Linked DNA regions of Danio rerio: region 2 is linked to region 1. The links are chromatin contacts, called in public Micro-C maps. All regions are on one chromosome and are shown on one strand. The core of a region is the stretch at or near the end of the contact, and the rest is flanking DNA. Distances in the headings are between cores, read along the strand shown. Region 1 overlaps LOC141375393 (a long non-coding RNA gene). Region 2 holds the start of rxfp3.3a1 (relaxin family peptide receptor 3.3a1).

What was found. A called contact is a pair of places that touch in the nucleus more often than the background predicts.
Region 2: a contact with region 1 is called in a Micro-C map of caudal fin, with 11 times the contacts expected there. The contact joins the promoter of rxfp3.3a1 here to the enhancer-like site in region 1. A contact is called at or near these places in 5 of 18 Hi-C or Micro-C datasets (caudal fin, embryo, hematopoietic stem cells and 1 more) and 1 of 4 datasets of contacts at active chromatin or transcription factors (embryo).

Annotation. Positions count from the first base shown.
Region 1 is chr7:33,540,337-33,545,383 of GRCz12tu, reverse strand. All of the region lies in intron 2 of LOC141375393 (a long non-coding RNA gene), which reads left to right. Among named protein-coding and RNA genes, the nearest start is that of paqr5b, 28 kb to the right of the region's middle. Within about 2 kb of position 3,048, at least 15 of the 62 cell types and tissues checked have an H3K27ac peak or open chromatin away from gene starts, as enhancers often do.
Region 2 is chr7:33,943,186-33,948,232 of GRCz12tu, reverse strand. It overlaps rxfp3.3a1 (relaxin family peptide receptor 3.3a1), which reads left to right and starts at 1,986. Exons shown (of 1, transcript XM_005168953.6): 1 at 1,986-5,047. The coding sequence starts at 2,110. The coding sequence ends at 3,129. pias1a (protein inhibitor of activated STAT, 1a) reads left to right here. Exons shown (of 15, transcript XR_012383356.1): 15 at 1-782.

The DNA.
Region 1 (5,047 bases), core at 1,799-4,298:
CATTGGTTGGCCAATCAGATTAATCCAACCTCACTATTAGTAACCTATCTAGAACTACTCCCTTACCTTCGTTTTCTGAAGAAAGCCCCCTTCCACCCTCTTCTCCTCCTTTCCTCCTTTACCACAGGGAGCTCTCGAGAACCACCTGATCTTGTACTCCCCTTACATGCTCTATCGACCATTCGGGAGCCCTGGGCTCTACTTTCTCCGAGCTCAGGGTTCTCTCCCGGGCCAGCATGCCAAACCTGCTAACATTTTTCAAACAATATCTAAGTGTGAACTCTTGAAATATACTTATGATAAACAGAATGACAAAAGGGGACCCTCAAATTATTACCCTTAATTTAATCCAGTAAATCACAAAATAAGCAAGAAATATTATGAATGGTTTGAATTTTGTTGTGGACAAAGGGATTGAAAAGGTTGATGATTACTGTTTGTCAGTGAATCATCAACACTGCAGTCATTTTTGTAACCAATGTCACACAGACACACACACAGAGCCGCTCTGTTTCTGGTGTCTGGTGTCCGCAGCTGTGACCGTCTTTCTGACAGTGCCTGAGAGTGAATCATTGCACCCATCACTCATGGGACGTGTTCTATTTAACAGGTGAAAGCAGGCCCTGAATGAGGAGACAGGAAACAAGTCAGGCCAACAAAAGCTTCAAAACCTGCTTGTGTACTTGGAAAACATCATGCCGGCTGTACAAACACATGCTGTGTAATTAGGAGAAACAGAATGAGGAAAGGGAAGAGACCGGGATATATTTTCTATCACTGCTGAGTCGAAGGCTTTGAGATGAGTATAGTGAGCTAAGGGCTAAACAAACACCACCAAACCCAATCTATTATGGACACAATCCAACGTACAGTCTGCTGGAATGCTAATGACCTGATCGCTAACAAGAAACAGGGTCACTTAAACTCCAATTAATTGATCAAATGCCAATCCTGTTGATTTAAAGTTACAATCAGAACACCCAGTTCTTTCTGAAAAGCTGAAACAATGGCTGAAATCAGTATGATTCATTTCAGATTGGTCAGGTCTACATTTTGGTTTAGTATGTAGATTGACTTACATTTGTGGCTCTGTAAATGTGTTATGATCACCAGCGATCTAGTAGCTGCAGATTGCTGATAAACACACTGAACGCTGGAGAACTACCTGTACTCTGACACCTGTTCTGGTTTACTTTTGATTGCAAACACACAGCTGAAGCTATTCAGAATGAATCAAACGGGCTATAAAGACAGCACACACACACACACACACATTATTGCTGAGTCTTGTTGAACTGATTACGCTTAAACATTATGACGCATATGCCTTGTCTTGCCTTGCCTTGCCTGGCTGTGTTTGACCCTAGCTTTGTTTTGTTTGTTTATTTGTGTTGTCTGCCTCCAGCCTTTTGATCATCTGCCTGTTGCATGACCACGACCCTGGAATGCATGTATACATCTGTTTGCCCCTGTGTTGACCGTTGCTTGCCAGACCATCTCTGTTTAATAAACCTGCATTTGGATATGCACTTCCTTTGTCAGTGTCCACCTTATGTTACAATGCACAGTACATGTCTATTGTATTATTAGAATGTTTTTTATTTGTTGATTTTTTTATTTTTATTATGTAAAGCCTAACCAGAGACGAGGGCTGCAAATTAGCTTTATGCTATATGCCCTATGTACTAACATTAATTGTCTTTGTATAACAGTGTTTGGTGTATTGTCCCTTTTAATTAAACAAACAAATAAAATAAATAAAACATACTCGTTGTTAGCATTTAATAACCCATTTCTGGCTAAAATGTTTTTCAAATAATTCCTAAAAATAGTGTAAGGCTTAAAATTACCCTGTAAAAAATACAGCTTGAAAAAAAGTTGAAATTACTTTTTTTTTTTTTGTTAGTTTGGCAAAAATCTTCTTAGTTTGGCAAAAAATCTTATACAGACAAAAATGTCTGTATAACTACATTTAACATATTTACATAACCTAAATCAAAATTTTCTTCATTAAGTTAAAAAGCTTAGTTTTGTTAGCAAAATTTTGCAACCCAAAATATCTTCTGCCAACGTGTTACTTTGAGTTAATCTCAGACATCCACACTTGAAAAAATAAAGGTTTCAGTATTTCTAATCCTAACAACAACAACAAAAATAATAATAACACCAATAATAACATTATTCTTTATATTATTAACAACAACAACAACAAAATTATTCATTTGTAAATTGTCTTTTTTCTGCACAGCTGCAGAAAGACTTTTAATTTGAATTTTCATCTCACATTTACCTAGTTCGCTCTACGAGAAAAAAAAAAAACTCTTAGCGAATGTGGACGGTTCATTTGTATTGAACTGTTATGTATATTTATGGACGTTTTTTCCGAACAAAATTCTAATGAAAATTCATTTCAAAATTTTTTAGTTTTGTCCATTAGAATTCAAGAAGAGATTTTAATAAATAAATAAATATGTTCCTTGCTTCACATATTTTATTCATCAAATTAAAACTTCCTTCCCATGTTATGTTAATGTATTTTTAGGCAAATACAGTGCTTTTAAATATATTTAGAACTTTTTTTCATAAATATTCAAAAATGTCCAAGAAATGTGGCTGTAAAAACTGTATTTATGTAAATATATTTTCTTAAAATTTATGTTTAGCAAACATTTTTTGGGGCTGTTATTTGTGTATTTTGAAATATATGTTGCTGTTTTTACCTTAGGGGTAATAGATGAGGCATAGGCCTGTTATTAGCAGCTTCATTACAGTTGTTGTTTTTGAAATTTCATCTAGCACATCATTTGTCGGTCGTCTCCCAATTCACTTGCTAAACCCCTCAAAAACACGAGAAATGAAACACCCAGCTGGCAGACACAGAAGAGCCAATCAGTCATATTTATCACAATGCTTCAGTGGATGTTGAAGTGGCCAAATGTGTGTGTCGTGCACTAACACAAACAGGCAGCGCAGGGAGATAAGAGGGTATTTAGGCAGTAATTAGCAAGCGTGAGAGTGAAATGGCGCGGCGGCCCGGTGTGATATTTGCTGCTGCTGTGTTTAAAGGCAGCCTGAGTAAACAGTACAGGGAAGGTCAATATTATTACAAGGAGGTCTTGGAACAGTGAGACTGTGGAGCTGAGGAGGAACTGACAGCTGTTTCCCTGTTCCCTGATCAAACATGACAGGATGTCGCTTCCTGCATGTCATGAATATGGACTTTGAAGATGAATTGGGATATTTGCCACCTATTAGTATGGGAAAGGGAAATATCAATCTGTCTGTCTATGTATATTACATAATATATAATATGCAGGCTGGCAATAAAAACTTTGAAAACATTATCTTTTTTTAATGTTTTGAAAGTAGTCTCTTTTGCTTCTCAAGGCTAAAAAGACTGTCCGTAAAATAGCAGTTTTTCTTTTTTTGTGATTCATGTTTTATGCATTATGGGACCATTATGGAACTGTAGAGATACATTTCCAAATCAAAAGTCGATGGAGCAACCACAAACAAACAGAAAACACAAAAACGGTTAATTAACAGAGTTTTTACTGTGTATATTTATGTGAAGTACAGTAAAAACAGAAATATTGTGAAATACTGTGTTGGGGAAATAAAACAAACATCAAATAATATATTATAATCTTATTTTTTGTCCAACACTGAATATTATTTAATTTTTGAAAGTTTTTTGTGTGAATGTCTTGTGGGTACTAAAATTGTAAGCTGAATTTCAACATCATTACCAACTTTAATGTCACATGATACATGAAAATGACAATTAGTCAAAACAAGAAGTCTTTTCATTTGTTGATTAGATTGAAATAATTTTTTCTACTAAATATTGATTTCTTAACTGCTCTTAAGCTAAAACAAAAACATTTTGTTGACATTCTTCAGAATTTAAATGTCTGGACAATTTTGCTTTTGAAAGTTTAATAACATTAAAAAAAATATATTATAATACTAGAATTTGTTTCATAATATTATATTTTATTCATTAACAATAAAATAACTACATTTAAAGTCAGAATTATTAGCCCCCCATTGATTTTTATTATTATTATTTGAAATATTTCACAAATGATGTTTTACAGAGCAAGGACATTTTCACAGTATGTCTGATAATGTTTTTTTTCTTTGGAGAAAGTCTTGTTTATTTTATTTTGACTAGAATAAAAGCCGTTTTTAATTTTTTAAGGTCAAAATTAATAGCCTTTTAAAGTAATATTTTGTTTTGATAGTCTACAGAACAAAGCGTTGTTATACAATAACTTGCCTAATTACCCTAACCTGCCTAGTTTACCTAATTAACCTAGTTAAGCCTTTAAATGTCACTTTAAGCTGTATAGAAGTGTCTTGAAAATATCTAGTCAAATATTATTTACAGACAGCATGGCAAAGATAAAATAAATCAGTTATTAGAAATGAGTTATTAAAAATATTATAGAAATGTGTTGAAAAAAATCTTCTCTCCATTAAACAGAAATTGGGGATAAAATAAACAGGGGCGCTAATAATTCGGGGGGCTTAAAAATTCTGACTTCAACTGTACATAAATGCAACAATTTTATGTTTAGTTGGTGACTGTTTAAAACAGGAGAACAAACATTGTCCTGTGCTGCCCCCTGCTGATACCATTTTGAATTACAAACCTCAGAAATCAGATTGGTCCTGGATCCACAAATAATTGCCCTCATTTATCAGAGGTTGCAATCAAGAATTTCCACCATTTTAATTCGGATCGGTTTGTTTCTTTTAAATGGCATCCAGCTGTGATCAGTTTCAAAGCTTTTTGTGCAAAAACAAACAAGCGTATCTCAAGCTCTCATTTCACAGTTGAAAGTGTGAGTGTGAGAAGAGCAGTTAAATCTCCTCCAACAAGGCCTTCTTAACGGGGCACTAAAGTATACTGTCAGATGTGTGTGGATGTGTGCTTTTGTCAGCCTGTGTGTTTGCCTTTCACAATTTGCTTTGACATTTGTCATCTTCTGCCAACAAAACAGAGAATGCTGAGCAAACAGCATCAGTCAGAGTGTGTGCA
Region 2 (5,047 bases), core at 737-3,236, 400 kb before region 1:
GCCCTCTAAACCTCCTTTTACCTACATTTCCTCTGAAAGTATTAGATGTTTATCACTTGATTTTGTCTCTAAGATTGGAATCGGTTAAGTAATTAAAGAGAGAAAAGGATGGAGACGAAAATACAAAATCATTGTTACCAAATCAACTACTTGTTAGATCTCTAGCAGTGTTAATAATTCCCTCTTTTCAACAAGTAAACCTTTAGGTTTGGTTCAATGTTTTTGTCTTATATGTGTTTGACAAGCTTTGTTATTTAAGTAAGGTTCAATGACAAACAGGAAACAGGTTTTCGTTCATTTGCTCATTTCAGACATGACTGATAAAGGGATATGCTGTGTGTGTGTGTGTATGTGTGAAAGAGCGTGTGCATGGTTTTGTTCCTGACCACATTGTGCAAACTTGGTTGTTCCAGTGATGTGCATTCATGTGTTAAAGTCGCAACTTCACAACAAACTAATTTATATATTTTTAGATGCAGAACTGTGCTATGAGTGGACTCGGTGTCAAAGTCCAGCTTTTATTTTGTTTTCCATTTCAGTAAGCTGACATCTATGCTCACTGCCTTAAACTTCATCCACTCTGTGTCTGTGGCATGTTTTAAGAAAAGGAAAAAAAAAGATTTTTAAGATGTGGAAGACATATTGTACAGTAGACCAATGTCAGTTTGTATAAAGTACTAAGTGAAAAAAAATATTTATTACATGCATTGAAAGAAATTGTTTACTTATTGAATGTTACATGTTTATGTAGAGACATTTAGATGTAATAAAATGCATTGAGTTAACCTTTTTGGCTCTTGATGTTTGAGATATTAAACATTTCTCTCCTTTATGAAAAGCTCGGCTACTTTAACTTGCTGACTGGGAAGTAAGTGCTGTAAGACAGTCAGACACGAGGCGTTTGAGCTGAATGGCGTTCTGCTCTGCGATAAAGGTCAGACGAGCCTGAATCAATCTGTGGAAAAGGTGAAGATTCTAAATTGAGAACTAACCTGGTGCCTGTTCATATTTCAGCAGCAACTGTATCTGGGGCAACAAACGCTAACCCATTTTCAACTCTCACAGGGAGAGTTTAGATTATTTCTAACACCTCTTTATTGTATATATGCATTTAAAAGCTCTTTTCTATCTTCTAGATTGCCTTTTATGAATGATAGAAGCCACATACAACCATCCAACTCTCATAACCTCTCAAATGTAGAGTAGATAGGGGTGGCTCTGAATGTATTCAGATTTCTAATGCCTTTAAAATAAATCCTACTGTAAAGCGCAGGGATTTCTATCCTGCCGTTCTTTTGTGTAGTGATGCTCAAGGCTTTATCCCTGAGCATCAAGCTGTATTAATGTTGGTACTTAGGCTGCATATTTACATGTGAACAGCAGATGGCAGTGAATACTTACCCAGAGATCCACCTGCTTTACTGCAATGTAACATGTTTAAAGTATATAGCCTTATTTAAGCAAAATACCTGCAATAATGACTTTTTTATTGATATTTCTATTTAATCATGATTAATAAGTTATTTAAAGCCTGTAGATTCACAAACATGTGCAAAAAAATGTAAACCATGATTTAAGAATGGCATGCAGGATAGGAACTATGAGCTAATAATAAATAAAAAAATTACATTAGTCTTGTTTACCTTAATATTAGTTATTGTACATGTTTCCATTTATGTCTCCCTTCCGAAAATGATACATGGATTTATTATAGCAAAAGTGTATCTAATAAGCATGTTTTGTTGTTGTTCTTTATTATATTAACTGCAGTTTCTGTTTCCACAAATTAATCAAGAATAATGCAAAAAAAAAAACATGGTTAATTTTCATAAGAGAATGTTTTTTATATTGTTACGACGTGCATAAAAAAATTGAAAGGTGTTTGTATCAGCCTGCGTTTATTCAGTGACGAATCGCTGATCTCGGTGGGCGGAGACATTTGAAAAGCGCCCGACATAAATTGTAGAGCGCGCCGCATTCTGCTCAATACTATCAACACCATGTACTTGACTGTGGCCATAAAGGGTGAGTACGGCCAAAAACTACACGCACAAATTAATTGAATCAACAACAGTTTGGTAGAATGAATATTTAAGTGCGCGTAAAGACATGGGAAACACCGAAGTTGTGAAGTCGCTGGATATGATGGGAGACAGTAATCAGAGCGGTGTAATAAACAGATCAATCAGTGACCGCGAGCGCTTCAAAAGTCTGGAGGACATCGACGTGTCCGCCGACGGGAGTCCGGTGTTGAGGTGCTTGATCTCCATCACCTACTCTGTGGTGTGCGTCGTGGGTCTGGTTGGAAATCTGTTGGTGTTCTTCTTCATTCGCGTCAGGCAAGAAAGACGCATATCCAAGATAAACTTCTTCATCCTCAACTTGGCGGTGACGGATTTCCAGTTTGTGTTGACTTTGCCTTTCTGGGCAGTGGACACGGCGCTGGACTTCAGCTGGCCGTTTGGAGACGCCATGTGCAAGATAATCCTGTCGGTGACCGTGATGAACATGTACGCGAGCGTCTTCTTCCTGACGGCGATGAGTATTACGCGCTACTGGTCAGTGGCTTCGGCTCTGAAGGACCGCAGCAGGCAGACCGGCTGCTCGATACGGTGGGTCAGTGTGATCCTCTGGGCTCTGGCCACCGTGGCCACCGCGCCAACATCCATTTTCTCCACAGTCACTAACGTGGCCGGTGAAAAACTTTGTTTACTGCGCTTTCCTGACGGACAGTACTGGCTGGCGATCTATCATGTCCAGAAAATCCTCATCGCGTTTGTTTTGCCCATGGCGATCGTGTCTGTCAGTTACCTGCTGCTGCTGAGGCTCATCCGGCAGCGGAGCATGAAGAACAGCTCGAAACGGCGCACGCAAGTCACCAAATCCGTCACCATAGTGGTCCTGTCCTTCTTCCTCTGCTGGATGCCCAATCATGCCATCACATTTTGGGGCGTGCTGGTGAAATTCAACGCGGTGTACTGGGATAAGTCGTACTATATCGTTCATACCTACGTGTTCCCGGTGACCGTGTGCCTTGCGCACGCAAACAGCTGTTTGAACCCACTTATCTACTGTCTGATGCGCAAAGAGTTCAGGAAAAAAATTAAGAACCTTTTTATTCGAGTCTGAGAAACGTGTTTCTCGTCCTGTGGAACCCGTGTTCTTTCCTGTTCAATGGGTTATTTTACTCAGAATGTTATTTACTTCTCCTCAAGCTTTATTTCTTCATTTGAGCCCTGAAGATGTGTTTACATATTTGTGGAAATCATGGGTTCATGGTGAACTGCACTTTAACAATATACACTTGGTGTATATCAGTTGTATGTGTGATTGTTTTGGTACAGTGTACAGTTCTTGTGGAACAGTTTTTGTAAAACATTCAAACAGAAAAATTGCTAATATAAAATAGTATCTTTTGCGTGAAAAGTGCAGCTAAATTAAATTCAGCGGCATTACATTTTTTATTTTCTGTGAACAAAACTGATATGCTTATCATTCCTCTTGCGGGAAAGTTGTAAACCTAATACAGTATTGTACACTTGATCCCAATTTCTGGGACAATTGTGTGTATCTTGATGTTTGGGGGTGTTAAATTAAATTAAAACCTGATTTTAATAAACACACAGATACTGTTTAAGAAGCCAGAAACTGTGTTTTTGTAGGATGGATTTGAACAGCAAGTAGGGTACATACCTTCTTAAAAAATATAATTAAATGAACTTCTTCCGTCAGTCAAATTTCATTGTGAATATTTTGGCGTCTGCTGCTGGGAAATACATGGATTTTTGAAAATCTGACACTTGTATTGAAAACAGTATACATCATTTTCAAGGCCATGGTGTTCATAAATGTCAGATGAAGGCAAGATGAATTTTTTGGCGATAAAGTTTGATATCAGCAGGTTCATTATCTTGCAGACTAAATTCAGTAGAAAAGCTAATATGCTGTTTGGTGGCAAGGCTAATTATGACAAGTCTGAGAAAACTTTGTTTAGTTTTATAATATACAGTTGAAGTCAGAATTATTAGCCCCCTTTTGATTTTTTTTTCTTTTTTAAATATTTTCCAAATCATGTTTAACGAAGCAAGGAAATTTCACAGTATGTCTGATAATATTTTTTTTTCTTCTGGGGAAAATCTTATTTGTTTTATTTCGGCTAGAATAAAAGAAGTTTTACATTTTTTAACAACTGTTTTAAGGTCAAAATGATCGGCCCCTTTAAGCTATATTTTTTATCGATAATCTACTGAATAAACCATCGTTATACAATTACTTGCCTAATTACCCTAACCTGCCTAGTTAACCTAATTAACCAAGTTAAGCCTTTAAATGTCACTTTAAGCTGTATATAAGTGTCTGGAAAAATATCTAGTAAAATATTATTAACTGTCATCATGGCAAAGAAAAAATAAATCAGTTATTAAAAATAAGTTATTAAAACTATTATACTTAGAAATATGCCGAAAAAATCTAAACAGAAATTTGTAAAAAAAAATAAAATAAATAAACAGGGCGGCTAATAATTCTGACTTCAACTGTTTATGCTTATACAAATATTGAGTTAGAAATACACCCTTTGAAAGAACTATCCAATCATTTTTTTAATACACTGCTTAAATACCTCTTCTCAAAAGCATTATTGAAAGAATATTTTCTTATATTTTACACAGCATTTTAAGAATGGATGACCATCCTTAGCAAATTTAGGGTTCTAATCCAATTTGTTAATTCTTCTTTTCTCTCAGCACATGTTCTGAATGTTAACACACACTCACTGGATCCCCCTCTCCCTTGCCTATCAGACATGTCTTATTTTCAGTTAGCATTACTGACAGACACTCACAAGCTCTCAGCCAAGAAACGACCTTCCATCCTGATCAGAGCTTCGTGATTCAAAGCATTGGGAAATACACGAGGAAACAGCGCGGCAGAAATGTTTCATCTAGTCAGGCAAGGCCATATTAGTCTCTGCACATATCCGAATGTGTTTTTGTATCCTGTTGAAATGACAGCTCTGCGGCGTGCAGTTAATTACCCAGAAAAAGGG